Linked DNA regions of Sus scrofa: region 2 is linked to region 1. The links are chromatin contacts, called in public Hi-C maps. All regions are on one chromosome and are shown on one strand. The core of a region is the stretch at or near the end of the contact, and the rest is flanking DNA. Distances in the headings are between cores, read along the strand shown. Region 1 holds the start of KIF2A (kinesin family member 2A). Region 2 overlaps KIF2A (kinesin family member 2A).

Region 1 (6,141 bases), core at 1,527-4,026:
TTCAAGTAGGAAGATGTAGACAAGTACATTTAATTTGAGCTAGAAATGGACCAGGTCTGCTTTTCTCCAGAGGAGCAGGTAACTGGTTAAGGTGAGTGAGTGCTGTCTTCTGTTTCAAATCTCACTCACTGGCTTAACAGCTTCTTCCTTGGAATAATCTCTTAACGTTTATGTATTAATGACACCAAAGCAGAAGAAAAAAATTAGGCATTATTAGATTGGCTTGGTTTGATTACAATAACCATGTTTTTTTTTTAAATGATTTATCAACTCTGGATAGGGTAGGACAACAGCAGCCACTATTAATAGATATGACTTTATGGAAATTATCCTTAAGTAAGATCATTCTGTCAGTTAAGGTAGGACAGACTCAAGTGGGTGAAAGAATACAGACAGGTCCGTAATACTCTTGCTGTCTTCTCAAATGTGAGGTGATAAGGGCCAGAGCCAAATTCCAATGATTAGAATACTAGGTTATTTTTTATAGGATGGTTTACTTTTTTTTAACTTTATAAATATCAAAACACTATCACATTTTATTATTTCATTTGACTCTCTCAAAAACTTTCTGCAGTTGAGAGAATGGAAGATACTTTCCGAGGCTGCTCAGAGAGGCAACAGACATTTGGAGCCATTCAACAAGTTAATGCATTGAACAAATGTGTGAGTGCCTACTATATGCCAGTCACTGTCCTAGTTAGGGTTATATATCTTGCTAATACCTGAGCCAGAGTCAGAGCTCTTGATCCAGGAAGTAGATGGACACAGAGCCCCATTGCATGTACTTATGGCTGCTTTTTAGGAGGCCTTTGGCACACAAAGCCCAAGATGCAAGTTTTGGAAAATATAAATGCTGGTAGGATATACCAAAAAACATACACCTTTTGGGTATGACCTATAAAGGAAAGGTTCTTGTATTTGACAAGCAGCATGTCTTACTTTTTTTTTTTCTTGAAGCAGGATGATGTGCATATTTTTTAAATACCTTTGAATATGGATTAAAGGTTTAAGACTTAATTATATAACCTACAGGGTGCAAGGTATGTGTCAGCAACCATGATAAAACATTATATTTTATGAAGCAATTTTAAATTTAATAGGTATACATAGCATGATATATTTGCATTCTTTAAAGAATTTGAAAGCAAATAGATGCTTTATACTTGTCAGAGACATAAAAGAATGAGTTCTTTTTTTTTTTTTTTTTTTTTTGTCTTCTGTCCTTTTAGGGCCGCACCAGTGGCATATGGAGGTTCCCAGGCTAGGGGTCTAATCGGAGCTGTAGGCACCGGCCACACCACAGCCACGCCAGATCCGAGCGGCGTCTGCAATCTTTACCACAGCTCACGGCGAGGCCAGATCCTTAACCCACTGAGTGAGGCCAGGGATGGAACCCAAAACCTCATGATTCCTAGTCGGATTCGTTTCCCCTGCGCCACGCCACGACAGGAACCCCAGAGTATGTAACTTGTAACCATTTTTTTTAGGATCTACTTGACTTGATTACCTATGTTATTTTGGAAACTTCTAGGCACATGCATATATCCATATCCACAATTAACACACACAAATAACCAGTTTCCAATTTTTAAATAAAACTGTATGTTTTTAGTTTTTATGTAAAGATTAACAATGACTAGCGAAAGTAGGGCACGGTAAGTGTGTTTCCTCCATATCAAGTCCCAATACTTGAAGCAAAAGTCACACTTTTGGAAGTTTTTACACAGTGTTGTAAACAGTTTCTGTGGTCTGGGTCCACATGGCCTTCCTGCTTGCCAGGATGAAGAATCCTCGTCTCCACATGTTGGTGTAGTCAGACTAATCAAGTAGCTGCAGAAAAGGCACATTCCTCAGTCAACCTTATGTGTCTGCCCTCTGTTCTTGAATCAGTCATTGGTTTTATGGGGCAGGGCAAAGACAAGACACCAGCATCAGATGCATCATAAACGGAATAGTCAAGGTCTCCCCACCACAGCGTTTCTTTTTGAGTGGCGATTAGCTATAAGTCAAGGTCTTGTAAAGCGAATCTTCATTTCGATTTAGGGTGGGTGACACCTCAAAGGCATTTCTTTTCCTCCACAACTGGAAACCTTGGGAAGGTTATTTGGATAGATCACCTCTAAATAGCAATAGAGGTGACACTGTCAGATGAATCACTGAGCCCAAGACGTCAATGGCCGACCCTTAAATTCAAATCCTTCAGCCACGCGCTCCAGCCGGAAAGCCCACGAATCACAGGGTCCTTAATCCATCCCAATAACAGCGAAATTTTTGGACGCCAGAGAGTCGGGATAGCACCCCTGGGCGGGTTCCCGCCCGTCTCTTCCGGGCGGCGCGCTGAAATCAAACCTCGCTTGGAGGCCTTGCCGCGCGCGCTCCGCTCCCCTTGCCTGCCCGGCCTACAGCCCCGCCGCGGAGCTGGGCGGGGCCGCCTCGAGGCAGCAGGGAAAGGCTGGCGGAGGAGGAAGAGACGCGGGAGGCGCGCTCTGCGCAGGCGCGCAGTGCCCCGCCTCCCTAGCGTCGGCTCCCGGGCAGGCAGCGCGGGCCCTCCCACTCTCCCCCGCGCTGCCTCACGGCCCCGGCCCTCGCTTCACCCCGACACCCCGGCGTGCGCGTCCTCTTGCCGGCCTGCAGGCCCAGGGCCTCCGCTTGCCAGCCCGCCGCTTCTCCTCGCGGCCCCGGCTCGCGTTCACGCTGTCGCCCGGGCCGGCGCGGCCGCGGACAACCGCTCCCCCTCCCACACCTACCCCGCCCCCTCCCCGCCTTTTCCGCCCTCCTGTCCCCCTCCCTCGGCCCGCCGCCGCTGCTCCAGATGAGGTGATGGCAACGGCCAACTTCGGCAAGATCCAGATCGGGATTTACGTGGAGATCAAGCGGAGCGATGGTGAGCCTCGCCGCCGCCCCTGCTGGCCGGGCCGGTACTCGGGTGTGCAAGGAGGGGAAGCCGGCGCCGGCCGCCTCATTGATTGCTCCGCCGGGCTGTGGGGGCGGGAAGGCGGCGGCCGCGGCGCTTTTGTGTGTGGCGTGTGTGCGAGTGAGGCCAGTTTGGGGTCCGCCCCGGGTGCCGCTGCGGTGCAGGGGAGAGGAGGGGCCCTGTGGAGGGCTGGGTCGGGGGGGAGGCCGGCAGGGAAGGGCCAGGGTGTAGCGGGCCGCGTCTCTGGGGACTTAAAGCGGGCGCGCCGGAGGATCCGGGCCGGGGGCCTTGCTCTCCCGCGATCTCCATCCTCCCGGGGACTCCAGCCCGGTGGGCGGGGGCAGCGAGCTCCGTTAGGGTTGACCCAGCCTCTCAGATCTCTCGGCCTCTTCATTTTCCGGTCTCATTTCTGAGGGGTGAGGGGTGGGGGGTGGGGAGAGCGTGAAGACCAGAGACTTCGGTTTTTAGGGAACCGACTTGTGGTCCAAGGCCGAGGTGGGGAAGAAAGGCCAACCCCGTTGGTTAAGCTGTCTGGTTGTCAGGTTTCTTCGGCTTTCATTTCTCGAGCATGCCTGTCTTTTTCGCTAGACCCTTCCTTGGAAGAGGGATGCTCAGCCTTGAATGTGGGTGGGGGAGCAATGGGAAGAAGTATTCGATAAGCTTCTCAAAGGTGATGAGACTGAAAGGGAAGGAGGGGGATGAGCCTAGTCAATGCGAGGCACTACTGAGAGGGTGCGAGTGGGCGACCGGATGTTGATCTTTTCACACCCTCTGGAGAGGTAACCGAGAGAAAAAGTGTAAGACGAGGTGAAGACACAAGCTTAATTAAAAAATATTTTTTTAAGTCTTAGGCTTTTATATCTTTCTATGGATTTCTCTTGGGGAAAATGTCACTAGCTTGGGGTGTGGAGTGATACAGCGCCAGCCAGGCTTGGAAATAATTTATATTGTAAAGGAGAAAACGCATGGAGGGGGATGGTCATTTAGCCTACTCAGTAGTAATGTCGCTATCACATCCACACCTTGTTGGTTTCCGTTAGGTTTGACCAAATCATGTGAGGCTAGGTTGACTTTAATGTTTTCCATGTGATATATTGGAAAACCTGTATAGCTAGTGGTTTGTTTGTTTTTTTCCTTTCTCTCTTCGTTATATTTGATGTAGTTTGTTTTAACAATTGGAAGCATTATCTTGTGTGGGAAAGGACTAATTATATCACTTAGAGCTTTAAAAGCTACCAATAACACTAGTGGAAAAGAGGTGTCTCTTACTTGGGATGGGTTTCTTTATATTATTTTCTTCAAATTATTGTCCTTAAGCAGTGTTGTTACTGTCATTTCTTTTTTAGGTAAATGCATGTTCACTGTATACTAGGAAAAGTAGGATTTACATATTTAAAATGGGGGCAATAAAATGTAAGTTCTTTATATTCTAAGCCTTTAACTGTGAATGTAGGTATTATTGTAGAATCTATCAGAAAAAGGTTTCATGAAAGGTATCATGAAAATATAAAATTTGGATAATTATGTATTTTCTAGGCTAACATCTTTTTATTTAAGCATATCGGATTGAAAACAACTTTGGTTCTTTTGGAGTTCTAGGATAGAGACTTTTAATATTCTTTCCGCCTTTGCCTTCTGCCTGTACTAGAAACCCAGACATCAAGAGCTTTGGTTCTTACATAAGAGATAGTAACCTAAAATCACATTTCAAAGAAGTTTGCCCTTGAGAAATAATGGCAGTCATTACAGTGTGTATCATCCTAACTTACAGTCCTGTACATATTTATGCTTCTCAGATGCATGGTAGAGTTGAAAGTAAAATATAAGAGAACTTGAAAAGAAGGGAGTGATCGTTTGCATTGAATGGTGGCATTTCACAGTAGAAACTGATGTTGGGAGACTCCCCTTAAACATTCCCTTTTTCACTTTAAAGGAGCTGTTTTGTTCCTCCCATTTCTATAGCATATCTGTTTTGGATTAAAAAACAAACAAACAAAAAAGCGCTAGTAGGCATCCTAACAGAAATAAACTTTGTCTTGGATGAGCACTGATGGAAATCGCTATGAGACAATGGAAATCACATGAGTGAAGAAGAGCTACTCTAGACTGCTATTAACTGGTGACTTGTTTTTCTGAAGGCTTCCTAATGGTGATCTTTGTCCTTGTTTCAGAGCATGCTTTTCCCATCTGTGATGCTCATGTATTAAAAATAATATATTCCAAGGGCAAACAGGTAACTAAAATGGATTTGTTCCTATCCTTCAACACCCTGCTCAAAATGAATCCCAGTAAATCTTCACTGATTGCTAAAACCGAATGGCCACTAAATTCCTAAGTCATTAGGAGACTGATGAGACAGCATATTTCCTTAAGTATTAATATTTGGGTACATTTCTCTTAATACTGTGTTTTCAAACTGCACGGGGAAGGGGGTAGTATGGAGAATGCAGTTGAAGGATGGCATACAACCCACAGCTACTTCAACCAGAACCATTGCACTACGGGATTTTAAATTCCCTGAATACATCTCTGTATCTCATCATCTTTCTAGCAGAGTTCCTTGTATATAGTTTTTGAGTGAATCACTCATTATTGGATTTTGGTTTTCAAACATTATTTTAATTAATGATTAAAATGAAGGGAATCTTATCTGGAAGGGAAACCCTTCCATCTATGCTCATCCTGTGCTGCTGATTCCCTACTCTGTCCTCCTATACCTCATACAGGTTTCTTAGTTTAAGTTCCTCAGAGTTGATTGAAGTTGAGTGATTTGTGAAGGCTTACTGACTTTTTGGTATTTTAAGGTTAGAAGTGACAGAGGTTAAGCATGGACTTTTGAGATTGTTCCTAGCTGCAGGAGATAACCTGCTATGAAACTGGACTAGTTACAGAAAATGAACACTCATGTGTATTTTCTTGCATGTGTCTTCCTATTATCTTTTTGATTCAGTTTCTTTTTGGAATCTAATGACTCCAAAAACAACCATCTTAATTGTTGTATAACTAGGTGTCTTTCATTGGGAGACCAAAAACAACAACAACAAAACTCTGAACAGTTAAAACATTTCTTAGTCATTCTACAGTAGTAGTAAGTAGTAAGATAGTAGTGACTATCCTTTGGGGACTGAGGGAGTGGTAAGAAATGTTTTGAATATTTGGAAGCTGCAGCTATGATGGGATTGTTCTTTGGGCTCTCTTCTTAGTCACAGGATTGATATGTGAGATCT
Region 2 (6,141 bases), core at 1,966-4,465, 43 kb after region 1:
TGCACCACAGTGGGGGCTCCTTATAGGCGGTTTTGCAGGTACATGGAAGGGTTTTTCAGGAAAAGATATTGGAACAGTTTCCTGTGGTGGAAATTGTGTTAGCATACACAAAGATCAAAATGACAGTGGATTACAGTCTTGAATATAAAAGGCTCTGTAAAACTTTGGAGGACAATATAGGAAAGTATCTTAATGACCTGAGTCTCTGGAAGAATGTTATGACATTTAAAAGCCATAATTAATATGTATATTTTAAAAAAGCCATAATTGAGATATATATATATTTGACTACATTAAAATTAAAAATGTAAAGTCATCAAAAGGTACTATAGAGAAAATGAAAAGATAAGCCACAACTTTGGAGAAAGTACTTGTTATACATATAACAGAAAATTGTTACAAAGAGTATATAATTTCTGTAGAGAAGTAGAAAAAAATAAAAATAAAAACACAAACATATGAAAGGCCCAAATGGCCAGTGAACTTGAAATAGGCATAACCTAAGTCAGAAAAATTAGATCCACGATACGATTATTTTAAATCTGACAAATATTAAGTGTTATTGGAGATGTGAAGTAATTGCTAGTGCGATTATAAATCTTCATAGGCACAGCCATTGTAGGAAACATCATAACACTACCTCAAAAAGTTATTTTATGTTCTTACTCTTTATTTCTTCTTTTATTGTATATCCCAGAAATACTTGTGTATTTGTATCAGTACACATGTACAAGAATGCCCACAGTACCATTGTTCCTAACAGAAAAAACATAAAAAGAAATATCCATCAACAGTAGAAAAAAATTTTAGCATATTCGTATGTAGTGAAAATAAGTGAATATAAATGAGTGAAAAGCAACATAAATGAATTTCAGAAGAATAGTGTTGCATAAAACAACAAAGTCTTAAAAATGTCTATTTATATACATTTAAAAATAGGTAAACTTTAGATTTTTGTGTATGTTACATTTATAACTGATAAAACTATAAAGAAACAGCACACAATATAAACCTCAAATATCAGGGTATTGGTTACTTCTGGTAGAGAGGAAAAAGAGGGAGAGGGAGGTTCACTTAAGGAGAGAGGCATAACGGGGTTTCAAAAGTATTGTTTTTTAACCTGGCTCATGGTGGATACACACTTGTTTGCTCTATTATTTTTTAAAATATGGATGTATATATGCTATAATTCACAATAAAGTTGATGGGAGAATCAGAGAACAATGAGTTAGGATAGGGTACAGGAATTTTTTTCAACAGAGAATTGGGATGGTATTTGGAGGGCCACATGGGAATATTGTCACAGATTCTGGGGAAAGATATTTCTAATCCTGATTTAATCTCTGAGCTGTAATTCTGTATCTGTAGTTATCTTACTAACAACAGTGCATGATTGCTATTAACAACTGAGACTTAGGGATTTCCTGTTGTTGCTCCAGGGGTTAAGTGTCCAGCTAGTATGAAGATGTGGGTTCCATCCTTGGCCTCGCTTAGTGGGTTAAAGGATCTAACGTTGCCACAAGCTGCATAGGTCACCGATGCAGCTCAGATCTGGCATCACTTTGGCTGTGGTATAGGCCAGCAGCTGAAGTTCTGATTCAACCCCTAGCCTGGGAACTTCTTAAACAGTCAAACAAACAAAAAACAAAAATCAGACTTAGTATAAATTATCTAGTAGCATCATTTTACCAGTCATCCTGGCTCAAAATTTTCCTATGATATCCATATTTATCACTAAATGATCATTTTTTTCCTTTGAAAAACCTCATGTGACTGTCCCTCTTTTTATTTTATTAACACCTTTGTTTAACAAGTGATTACCATTTGACTTTTGAAAAAATAAAACTGTAATTTTTTACAGTAATTAAAAATAAAGTATTTGATTATCTCAACTGAACCATATTATAAAACAAAAACTTTTTTTTATTGCACCCAAGGCATACAAAAGTTGGCCAGTCCTTAGCCACTAGGCCACCAGGGAACTCCAAACAAAAATCTTTAAAGGCATATGGGAAAGATTCGGTCTTAGAAAATTTTTTTGCAACATCTTTTGGTAAAAGTAATAATCCCCCCCCCCATGTTGCATAGATAACTTCAGATATTTCTAGTTATCTGATTCACTGGCAAAAAAGCAAACACTTAAGATTTTATTTGTTCATTCATTTCCAGTCTTTTTATTTCTTATTGCTGGAATTTCACTTTAATTTCTTGTTGGATGAGTAAACTGAACTATACTAGAGATAAGCCAGCATTTTCTCAGTCTTGCCCTACTAAGTCTCAAGAGCTTAGTCTTAACTGGTGAATCAGCTGCTTTTGACTCTGCCAACTTGTAGCTGAAGGCTTTCTGAGTGTTTACATTGGTAATGGAAGTTTTGAAGGTACCAGCTTTGAAAAGACTGCTGATATTATCTCCTTGATTTTCTTTATCTTCCTTGCTCATCAGTCTAGGCTGTTTTTGAAGATTAAAGTCCCTGTGAAATCATGATATATAATGCAGATTTTGTCCCACTGGTCTGCCTCTTTTCACACATCTAGTTATCAATACATTAAGCCACTTCTCCCACCTTAGGAATGTTGGAATATTGTGGTAGATGCTCAATAGTAGGATTGGTAGTATTGGTCCTGCCTTTTGGAACCTGCACATGCTTTTCCCTATTTTCATTATTGTGGTAGTTATTTTGGGAATTACATGGAGACCTCTAAACTCTTCAACAGCATTAACTACAGCCTGTCCCTCTCCTCCTGGAAAGTTATATTTTCTTATGGTGTAGGCTGGTGTTCAAATACATCTTCTTTGGGATCATTTCCTATTGGTGAATTCATATCAATGTACTATATTAAGCCACTTCACCTTTCCCAAAACCTTTGTAGCAATAATTTTCTTATCTCCGCTAGTGGGTATTATTACAGTTGTGAGGCTGCCCTTGGTGGGGGGGGTAGGAAAGATGTCTGCTGGGTCCTAGCCTCACTACTCATGTTACGGAGATAATAAATTAGGGGCTTGATACAAACAATGGTAGCAGCCTCTTAGACTGTGGTGGTGGACAGCAGGGCAACTCATGTCTCTTTGAGGTTCACTCTTCACCTGCATTACCAGTTGAACTCATATCCTGTGGCAGTCATAAAGACATGGCTTAGATTTCCCTTTGAAAAAAAGCTTCGGCTTCAAGAAGTATATTTAGCTGACGGCCTCAGCTGTTAATATCTTCAAGGCTCCTTAGCTTTTGAGCTGAGGCCTTGAATTTCCAGGGCAACATCCTGCCAGTGACTGAGCATGGTGTGAGTTCTGGTGGAGTATTTCTGTTTGGCCCAGCAAGACTCCTCTAATGGTCAGTCTTTTCTCTGGAGCTCCTTGATGGGTTGGCCAAGACTGTCAGATCTGCATCAAGGTCTGAGATTTTCTCTGCCTTATATCCCCTTTCCTTCGTAATCTGCATCATGGTCTGAAAATTTTCCACCACAGTCCTGTTTCCTCCTCCTTTTATCTTTTCACAGTAAGCCTCTTGTCCTCATAACTGTCTCAACCTCTGCTTCCCAGAGGACCCAACTGACATGTACTATTTGTACTAGTTATTTACCTAATAACTAGTACAAATCAAATTTCAGCGAGCATTATCTAATTTCCTTTTTTTAAGCCTCTCCCTTAAATTCTCCCAGTATTTTCCAGCTTATTGTTTCCCTCCATCCCCAACACTTGCCTCTCCTCTGATGTCCATTTACCTGAGTAAATGACACCACTGTTTACTCAGTTGCTTTTACATTTGTGTTTCACATTCGGTCTTTGACCCATTTAGAACTTTTTTTTGGGGGGGTGGAGTATTGAGTGTGATAGAAATTAGTCGAGAAAATGGAGAATTGCCATTGTCAGGGATGAATGGTATCAGAGTGGTATTGAGGGGGCAGATCATGTAGGGCTTTGTTAAAGGTCATTAAAAAGACTGATTTTTACTCTGTGCAAGATAGGGAGCCACTGGAAGTTTTAGAGTAAAGGAGTAATCTCATTTAGTTTTCACTAGGAACGTTTAGGCTTTTCTGTGGAGAATAGGCAATAGGTCAGATAGGGTAGAAGCAGAAAGTAGTTGGGAAATGCAATAATCCATGACCAAAGCATCAGTGGAATTGTTAAGACATGACATATTATCTGGGGATAAAACTCAGCGTCATCATTTTATTTTGTAAAAACCACTGGGAGTTTCTGGTGTACAATGAGGGTTGAAAATCTGTACTACACATTATAAATTGTTACAGAGCTATTTGGAATTTAAGCCACATGGGCTTTCTTCCTCATTAGCTTAATTTAGGAGTGTAGAGAAGCATAGTGATAAAAGCAAGTGCTTTTTACATCAGACTGAGGTTCACATCCATGCTAGTTGTTAGCTATGAAACCATGAACTTCAGTTTTTTCATTTTAACAAAGGAGGTAGAAGTTCCTGTTGTGGTGCAGCAGAAATGTATCCGACTAGTAACTATGAGGTTATGGGTTCCATCCCTGGCCTCGCTAAGTTGGTTAAGGATCTGGCATTGCCATGAGCCATGGTGTAGAAGACACGGCTTGGATCCTGCGTGGCCGTGGCTGTGGTGTAGGCTGGCAGTTGTAGATAGACCCCTAGCCCGGGAACCTCCATATGCTGTGGGTGCGGTCCTAAAAATCAAAAAAAAAAAGAAGAAGAAGAAGAAGGGAGGTGTCTACTCCATAGTTATTGCATAGCTATGTTTGTTATGTTAAATGAGCCAGTCTCTGACATGTATGTACTTAGAAAGTAATAGGTTAAAGAAACACCTGGCCTACAATATTGGTTAAAAAAAAAATTCCATTGATTACTCTTGGTGTTGATGAGGAATAGATGCATTTGTTTGGAATATAAATGGAAAGCGATTTTTCAGAGGTCTATCAAAATTTTAATTTCCTTGACCTGGTCTGCACAGACACCCAGTGCAACATCTTTTAATGGCAAACAGGAACAATTTAAATTATTCTTAGTGAAGGAATAAATTGTGATGCATTCCTTTTATGGAATGTTATGCAGTTATTAAAATTAATAGGTCAGTCTATAAAGCTGTCACGGAAAGATTGCCAGTATATATTTTAGTGATGTTAAAAAAAGCACCAATAGGAGTTCCGGTCGTGGCACAGTGGTTAATGAATCCCACTAGGAACCATGAGGTTGTGGGTTTGATCCCTGGCCTTGCTGAGTGGGTTAAGGATCAGGCGTTGCCGTGAGCTGTGGTGTAGGTTGCAGATGTGGCTCAGATCCTGCATTGCTGTGGCTGTGGTGTAGGCTGGTGGCTACAGCTCCGATTCGACCCCTAGCCTGGGAACCTCCATATGCTGTGGGAAGCAGCCCTAGAAAAGGCAAAAAGACAGGGGGAAAAAAAAAAGCACCAATATATCACTTGAGAGTACATACTTAAATCATTGGTATTTGAACTTTTAACAAAGACTTTGTTTCAAATTTTTATATAAGCCCATATAGAAAAGATATTAGTAATTCCATATATAAATAATACTTAAAATTATTAGTATTCATATTTTCTTTAATGATACTGTATACCTTGTTATTATAGTAACATTTTTTGTTTTATATACTCTATATCTGGGCTTTTTAAAGATAATTAAAGAACTGTGAATTATTCTAAGATAAATTATAGATGCCTCAAGGATGTCATTTAGGAAATATATAAGAAAATTCCATATGTTCAGCATCTTATTAGATAATGTTGAATAAGCAGATATATAACACAGTTTCTCTCTTTACTTGACTAATAATCATATCTGTGAGTAAGATGAAAACAGATGAAATTAGTTTTAAAAATATATATACAAATGTACAGAGTACTTATACTCGTGTGTATGCATCTGTTGATCTGTGTGATGACAAGTACGTGATAACAAATGTGTAATAATAGTTTGTAATAGTGTAAAAAAAAAAATACACCTATCAGTAGGTATTAGGAGTACCCTGGTGGTGCTTAGGTATTCAGCATTGTCACTGCTGTTGCTTGGGTTCTATCCCTGGACTGGGAACTTATGCATGCTGTGGGCATAGCCAAAAAGAAGGCATTAAATAACTTGTGATAAACATGGAATGTTATATAAAAATGTAAAATAATTATTTTAGATCTATAGTCACTAACAGATAA

The links. A called contact is a pair of places that touch in the nucleus more often than the background predicts.
Region 2: a contact with region 1 is called in a Hi-C map of skeletal muscle, with 1.8 times the contacts expected there. The contact joins the enhancer-like site here to the promoter of KIF2A in region 1. A contact is called at or near these places in 1 of 5 promoter capture datasets (fetal skeletal muscle), 5 of 47 Hi-C or Micro-C datasets (embryonic fibroblasts, fetal heart ventricle, fetal skeletal muscle and 1 more) and 1 of 2 datasets of contacts at active chromatin or transcription factors (skeletal muscle).

What each region holds. Positions count from the first base shown.
Region 1 is chr16:41,014,207-41,020,347 of Sscrofa11.1, forward strand. KIF2A (kinesin family member 2A) reads left to right here and starts at 2,777. Exons shown (of 20, transcript NM_001244211.1): 1 at 2,777-2,884. The coding sequence starts at 2,821.
Region 2 is chr16:41,057,191-41,063,331 of Sscrofa11.1, forward strand. The region is part of intron 1 of KIF2A (kinesin family member 2A); the gene reads left to right. Among named protein-coding and RNA genes, the nearest start is that of KIF2A, 43 kb to the left of the region's middle. Within about 2 kb of position 3,216, at least 3 of the 83 cell types and tissues checked have an H3K27ac peak or open chromatin away from gene starts, as enhancers often do. A contact at or near this core is called in fetal skeletal muscle and skeletal muscle, where this site is marked.